Linked DNA regions of Mus musculus: region 1 is linked to region 2. Evidence: chromatin contacts called from public Hi-C data. All regions are on one chromosome and are shown on one strand. The core of a region is the stretch at or near the end of the contact, and the rest is flanking DNA. Distances in the headings are between cores, read along the strand shown.

Evidence for each region. A called contact is a pair of places that touch in the nucleus more often than the background predicts.
Region 1: a Hi-C map of the N1E-115 cell line shows a contact between it and region 2, with 4 times the contacts expected there. The contact joins the promoter of Prima1 here to the enhancer-like site in region 2. A contact is called at or near these places in 1 of 39 promoter capture datasets (hippocampal neurons), 9 of 484 Hi-C or Micro-C datasets (the N1E-115 cell line, brain, cerebral cortex and 6 more), 4 of 115 datasets of contacts at active chromatin or transcription factors (double positive thymocytes, embryonic stem cells and neural progenitor cells) and 3 of 9 other capture datasets (adipose tissue, liver and pancreatic islet).

What each region holds. Positions count from the first base shown.
Region 1 is chr12:103,239,668-103,243,455 of GRCm38.p6, reverse strand. Prima1 (proline rich membrane anchor 1) reads left to right here and starts at 1,310. Exons shown (of 5, transcript NM_133364.2): 1 at 1,310-1,381; 2 at 1,994-2,116. The coding sequence starts at 2,024.
Region 2 is chr12:103,203,926-103,207,493 of GRCm38.p6, reverse strand. The region is part of intron 3 of Prima1 (proline rich membrane anchor 1); the gene reads left to right. Among named protein-coding and RNA genes, the nearest start is that of Prima1, 36 kb to the left of the region's middle. Within about 2 kb of position 1,768, at least 9 of the 459 cell types and tissues checked have an H3K27ac peak or open chromatin away from gene starts, as enhancers often do. A contact at or near this core is called in the N1E-115 cell line and cerebral cortex, where this site is marked.

The DNA.
Region 1 (3,788 bases), core at 61-2,560, 36 kb before region 2:
TTCTTAACCAGTGGGCTGTGGTATCTACCCTCGGTTATAAGCCTCCGGTTCTCTTACCTAACCCCAGGCAGAATTGCCCAGCTCTTTGCGACTTTGACTGGAATGGTCACACCCCCACCTCCAGGGAACATCAATCAGAGCATTTAATAAAGCGCTATCACCAGATGAGCAGGGCGCCTGCGTGGCGCCTGGGAAGGCTCCTGTAGGAAGGAGCAGCATGCAGCTTGTTTGAACGAGATGCAACCAGCTCCTTCCTGAAGAACCGACTTGTTGATAATCTTGCATCAAACAGGAGTTTGTGGATAGTGGAGGAAAAGTCCTGGGGAGAAGGCTTTCCCTGAAATGTCACAACTCCCCCTAAGACACAGCGGAGTTAATAGAGAGGTCCCGAGGTCATGATTGCCAAATGGAGGGAGGTCAGGCACATTGCTTTGGAGGGCTAGCCAGCACCATCCTAGCTCAGCACACACAGGGGAAAGGGGGCGCCGCTATGATAGTGTACAGACGGGGTCCCCACTAGTCAGACCTTACTACCACCTTCCCGCAGCCTGGGGGATGAACTTGAGGGAAGGGCAAGCAGAAGCAGGTTGCCACTGTCACTGGGAGTCCTCGGCCTCTAGGGTGAATAAATAAATTATTAAGCGCCCAATACACAATAGCCTCGCTAGATGGAGACGAGGAATCACTGCAGCGGCGCTGGCGGCCGCGGCAGCGGGGAGCGCGGGCGGGAGTGCAGCCCGGGAGGGAGGCGGGCGAGGCTCTGGCTCCGCTCACGTCTGTTTTCCTTTTTCGTGCATTATTTATTTCGCCTCCGCCCGCGGCCCTGCTGCCGGAGCGGGTGCTCCGGGCCGGCGCCTCTCGCCCGCTGCCTCCCGCGGGCCCCGGGCACCCTGCGCCCCGGGCAGCCGCTCGGCGCCACCAGGAAGGGCGGGGACCGGGGCGGCGCAGGGACCCGTGGCTGGGCTGAAGGAGGACTCCTGCGGCCCGCTCGCGGAGGACCCGAGGACACTTTCCCCACCCTCTGCCTGGGCTGCCCGACCTCGGAAGTGGCCGCCTTTCCCGGCCCGCGCGCGGCCAAGCGGAGCCTGGAGCTCCGTGCGAGTGCGCCGCGCCCCGGTCTCCCAGATCAGCTGCCCTGGAGGCCCAAGCAGCGCGCAAACTTTTGCTCCAGCGCCCCGCGCTCGTCCTCTGCAAGTGAAGCCCCCGAGCGCGCGCGCAGCCGCCAGGGTGAGCTTAGAGGCCCCGCCTAGAGGGCGGGGGACTGGGGAGGCGGCTGGCTTTAAATGGGGGCCGTCCGGCTGCTGAGAGCAGAGCTGCTGTGGGGGCAACCCTGACCTCCCTTCTCCGTGTCGACGATCGGTGGGGGTCGCCACCAGGCAAGGTGGCGTGAGGCATCGGAGGGGTGCGGGCGGTGATGGGGGCGTGCAGGAAAACCTACGCCTGCCCGGGAACAGGAGCTGGGGTTTGGGCGGCAAATGGGGGCACGTACGGAGGTGCCTATGAGACAGTGTGCGCACTGAAGTCCCTGGGGCAGAAAGACTACATGCAGCGAGTGATTTGGTGGTACTGTGCAAGCAGAGTCAAGTGTGCGGACGGGAGTCGGTGGCGGTGCATGGGGGTCACAGTGCGTGCGCGCGCAGAGTGAGTGATTCACTCTGGGTTTGAAGCGTACTCCTAGTCAGAGTTGTGCATGGCCGTTTCTGGGTTTGTATGAGGTTCAATAAGTGTGTTTGGATGTTTCTGGGGGTGTGCACGGGATCAAGGTGTGCATGCGGTATTCTGAAGGGGAGGGGGTGTGCTCCAGGATAGGTAGGTGTGAGTTCTGGGAAGCACCGAGAGTCAGCAAGTGTGTGCGCACTGGAAGGAAGATGAAGACTTGCTTTGCGCAGGTGCCCCAAAGTGCGGGGCAAGTGAGTCCTCATCGAGTTGGTTCTTGAATTGGTGCTATGGTTTATGCAGTGTCCACCTGACTCAAGCCTTGCTCCCTTGACAGTTAGCTCACCAGTGGGCGCCGCAGGCCGAGATGCTACTCCGGGACCTGGTGCTGCGCCATGGCTGCTGCTGGCCCTCACTTCTGCTGCACTGTGCGCTGCACCCACTCTGGGGTTTAGTTCAGGTGAGAAGCGGGCAGAGGCCTCCTGGGAAGGGGGTAGGGTCACTTCAGAGCTCCCCCTACAGCCACCTACTGAGTGGTCTTGGGGATACTTGGGGAGGAAGAAAAACTGGTCAAGTATAACATGCTCTGACCCTGAAAAAAAATAAGAAACTTTGCAAAGAGTCTCAGTTGTGGCCTAAGGCCTGCAGTACTGAATGAACGTGATATAGGAAGGTGCTAAGACCTCATAGTGAACTCTACTGCAGCTTTTATGGAAAGAAACAAACTTATAAACAAACAAACAACAATACCAAAAAAAACCCAACCCCCCCCCAAAAAAAAAATCCCACAGTGGTGCCTTGTTTCCTACCAGATTCGACCCCTAAACTTCAAATTAGCCTTCCAACTAACTGTCTCCAACCTGGGGTAAGGGCTGTGTTTCTTCTAAGTGGTGGCTGGGGAGGTGGATGGTGACCCACGATTCATGCAAAACACAGTCTGTCAAGACTGCTGGAGGACAAACCCTCACCTTTGACCTCCCAGTCTTCAGGACAGAGACCAAGCCCCCACTAACTCCAGTTACTCGAGGTGATTGGATGGGATGTTCTCTAGTCCTGCCCTTAAACCCCCGTTGACCAGTCCTTTACCAGCAAGGTGACTAAACAAGAAACTTAAGGTCTGATCCTGGTTTTCTCCTTCCTGCTTGTTATGGGGCCAGTACTTGTTTGCTTGATACATCACCTGGACCCCAGGAAACATGGTTAGTAGCTGTCCTTGCTGTTGCTGGGGTGTGAGATGTTACATCCACTGGGCAGAGACACTCCCTGGCTTCCATGACTCTCTAGAGGCATCCCACCATTAGCTCAGGCCAAGGTTTCTACTTTCTCTGCTCTGGCCAGCCTCTGGCTTATGATTGTGTTATTTAAATGTACTGTGTGTTCTCGGGAATCGGGGATGTCATTTCTCAACACTTGGACCATTGAGACAAGGTCCTTTTGTTCAACTTCTAGCTGAGCCCCATTGCAGAGTTCACCTGTCTGTGTACCCAGGTGCCTAGTTCTCTGTCTTCCCAAAACCTTTCAGCTAGGACTGAGAGAGGAGGGAAGACAGGGACAACAGAGCTGTCATGTAAGTTAGAGGGCTCTAAAGAGAAGAGCCATGCCACCTGCTCTACCCATCAGAGGACTACAAAACAAAGCCCCTGCTCTGTCATGTCCTACAGCCTGGCAGTGTTTACAAAAGCATTTGTGCATGCGTGTTTCAGATTCTCAGACTCAATACAAATCAATTCTCATGAAAATCAATTAGAAAAGAATCCTTGAGTTAAATTGTGCGGGCCAGATCTTGGCTTGAAGCTCTGGAAAATTCATCCTCAGATGATAGGGGTAGAGAAACCAGCGGAAAGGAAGAAGGATTGGCAATGCATGGGTCTAGGTTTTTAAGCAGGAGAGCTGGGTTTGGGGAAGGACACGGGAGGGAAGGAGAAGGAAGCAAGCAGGTTCATTAGGCCATGTGTTTCTTTTAAGAGGAGAGAATAGATCCATCACATCTTAGGAGTTCCCCGAACATAGAGAAAGATGTCAGAGCTATCATTGCTTCCAGGAGCAATCACTGCCCAAGAATCCCCCAGAGAGTAAAGGATTGGTCTGATGCAACCATCCTGTGATTAATGGGCCTCTAGACGAGGCCAGAA
Region 2 (3,568 bases), core at 519-3,018:
CATTTTAAATTGATAGAAAAAGTAATAGGCCTCATTGTGGCATTTTCATACATTTGTACCATTACACGCTGATCTTGTTCACCCACTTCTCCCCACCCTTCACTCTTTCCATTCCCGTCCTGCCCCTGCTGAATCTCCCCTTCTGCTTTGAGGTTACATGGTTTCTCTGTCCTCTCCTTTCCCCACTCCTCCTGTATGACAGATCTTCCTCCCCTCTCATGTTCTTCTTTCTACTTTCACAGACTACACTCGTGCATGGGCACAACACACACACACACACACACACACACACACACACACTTAAATCTTAATTGTACATCTAAGGGAAAACCGTGTTCATCTTTCTGAATCTGGTTAGTTTCATTTAATAATCTCTGGTTTCATCCTTGGTTTGTTGGTTTGTTTGTTCTGTTTCATTTTGTTTTCAGATATAAAGGCTTCATCTTTCTTTACAGCTGAAGTAAGTCCCATTGGATGGACCATGCTTTCTTTATCTGTTCATCTGCTGATAGACACCTAGGTTAGTCCCATGTCTTGGCTAATGAACATGGATGGATAAGCCAGTCCGTGGCAGGAATTAGATTCCTTCGGACGTGGACCCAGTGATGCAGTAGAGCTGTGTGTTGTTTCTAGTGTTAGGTTTCTGCGAGGCAGCTACTCTCAGTCCCCTTAGGTCTGCCCCCCTTTGCATCCCCACCTCCAGGATCCAGACCCCTCCTCCCCTTACCCATTCAGACAGGTTCGAGAAGGAATCTCAGAGTTGTTTTAATTTGCATTTCCTTGATGGCTCAGGATGTTGGACACCAGGGACTTATTGACCACTTCCATTTCTTTCAGGAACTTTCTATTTAGCTCATTGGCCCACTTATTGATTGGGTGGCTTGTCAAATTTTTTTTCAGCTCTTTATATAATCTGGATAATCCCATCTGATGTGTGGACGGCAAAGACTTTTAGCAGGTCATCTCTTCACTCTGACGATGGTTTGCTTTGCTGTGCAAACGATTCTTAGTGGTGTATGATCACTATGGGTGGTTCTTAAGTTTATTTCCTGGGCTCTGAGTCTTTTTCAGAAACTCCTGGCCTGTGCCTACATCTTGATACATTTTTTTTAATGGCTTCAGAGCTCCAGGTCTTAAGCTAAGCTCTCTGTGGGCCACTGTCTTGTTGCTCATTGTTTCGTATATTTGGAACTTTCTGGATATTTCAGGAGAGTCAGCAAAACACACTCCCATACCCTGTGTTGCCTTGAAGGAGAACTCTGAAAGCTTTTAACCATGGTGTCCAGGGCCTAGTCCAGGTTGGGAATTCCCAGCCGTTTCATGAGGCATAGGCTGACTAGAAAGAACAAGACTCTCTTGGCACAGCAGACTTGAGCCTGGGCCCTTCCCCAGTGCCCCTGTGGCTACCTGACCATCATCTGCACTAGGTCAGAATTGCTGACTGATAGGTCAACTTCTCTGGGGCTCAGGAAAGGGTGACATGACTCCTGAGGTGACAGCTCCTGCCTTTCTGTCATGTTTAAAGGGAATGACAGAAAACAGCAGCTCTTTCCTGAGCCTTGGCGTTCCCCTGCCTGGCCACCTGCCTGTCACCTAGGATTGCCATCTCAAAGTGCAGGTTGCCCTTTCCTTGGCTACTGGCTGGCAGTCTATGCATGCTGTCTCTTCTTCTGGAGATTGCTGGTTCCTCATTGCAAGAGGATCAGGTCTTAGTCAGCTTCATAATCATCCCGAGGCAGCTGGCGCCAGGTCTGGCCAAGGACAGCTTGTGTCTGATTCATCTCTGTGTCCCCCCCCCCGCCCCCCAGCGCTTAGCAGTAAACACTGAGCATGCTCAGTTCGTGTCCAAGGGAATGCATGCACGCACACATGAATGAGCACTAGGAGGAGGCTACCTCTAATTATGAGCCTCCAGCCTGCCCACCTGGTAATCGTCTTTGCAGGGGTACTGAGGAAAACTGAGGCAGTGACAGAGCTAGTATGAAGAAGCTCCAACAGCTTCAGGGCCCCTCTCCAGTCCTCACATAAGTTGCTTCAATGTTCAATCTCTGTCCTGAAGTGACAACACCCGGGCTTCCTCTAGCCCCGGCATTCTCTAGTCAACTCAAGCAAGGACAAATGCGAATGCCATCTTCGAATCTATCTTTGGCTTTGTGAACAAAATCTGTGACTTGTGCTTCAACTAGGTCTCTGGAAAGGACTCCTCTTCACGATGGGCTGTCTCCTTCTGCATGTGCAGTGCTCATCTGCACCTACTGGGTCCCACTGGTCTCAGACAGAAGGGCACACAACCAGAGCTAGCTGCTTCTAGTAGCAATGCTTTGAAAAAGGACCGTCAAAAGAAAATCCCCACCTTAAGTGTAAGGAAATTTGGCTCTGCCAAATTCCAGACCGAGGCTTAAAACCTGGCTTGTGGACGGAATCTCTAAGGAGGGCTTTGCTGGCACCTTTGAGGGACAATTCTAACTTAGGTGCATCTAGCTCATTGTGACCATCCCTAGCTGATGAGATCATTTGTTGTAGTGACCCAAAAGAACACCTTCCCCTTTCTGTGCTCTGGGACACTAGGCCGAGGTGTAGCCACACACTGAAACTACACACAGGAAGACGGCAGCTGTAACATGCTGGGTGGATGCCCCCCAAAGAGGTCAGCACCTGGGACAGAGTCACAGAAGAGCTTCCTCATCCATGAAAAGAAGGGGCAGTCCTTTGCAGGTGCTGGAACAGTATAGACACTGCAGCCGTGGGCAGGGAGCTAAGCTCCATCAGTTTACCCCGAGAAGACTCTGCCAAGTCAAGGATGCTCTCAAAGGTGGAGATTTGAAGTTTGATTTTTTTTTCTCTATCAACCAAATCATTGACTGAGCTCATGAATGAGAACATGAGCATCCTGCTGGCTCTTCAGCATCCTTCAGAGTCCACAGGGACTTAGTACCTAAGACCAGCTCCAGCCAGCTGACAGCAGCCTGGTCCTTGCCTCAGTGTATCACCCAGAGTGGTTCGACTCAGGACCTGTGAGGAGCTGAGGTCCATGCTGGGGACAGTACATTTGTTAATGGGCAGCCCCGACCGATCCCCTGGAAGTCATAGAATGTCTTCCTGGATCTTCCTTCTCTCTAGTCTGCTTGTTCTTGGTTCTGCCTGGGAGGGTACCAGAGTGGGAACATCTGGGAAAGACATCTAGGTGTTTGCTTATGATATTAATCACACACATCACACATACACACATAAACACACACCCATAGGGCCATATTAAAATGTGTTTACTCAAGAAGCACATGAAACACCTCTGTATATACAAAAGACTCCCTCACAGACACTTGTTGAAGCTTCTCTTACAGACCAAAAATCTGCAAACAGCCTAAGAGTCCATCAGCAGGTAAATGGACAAACAGTTGTCACACACACACACACACACACACACACACACACACACACACACAACTCATCCACAAAAAAAGGGGAAACTACTGAACTGTATAACTACCTTGGTAAATCCCAACGTTGCTAAATAAATAAAGCAGATGTAAGAACAAACAAACAAACAAACAGACACAAGCTAGAATGC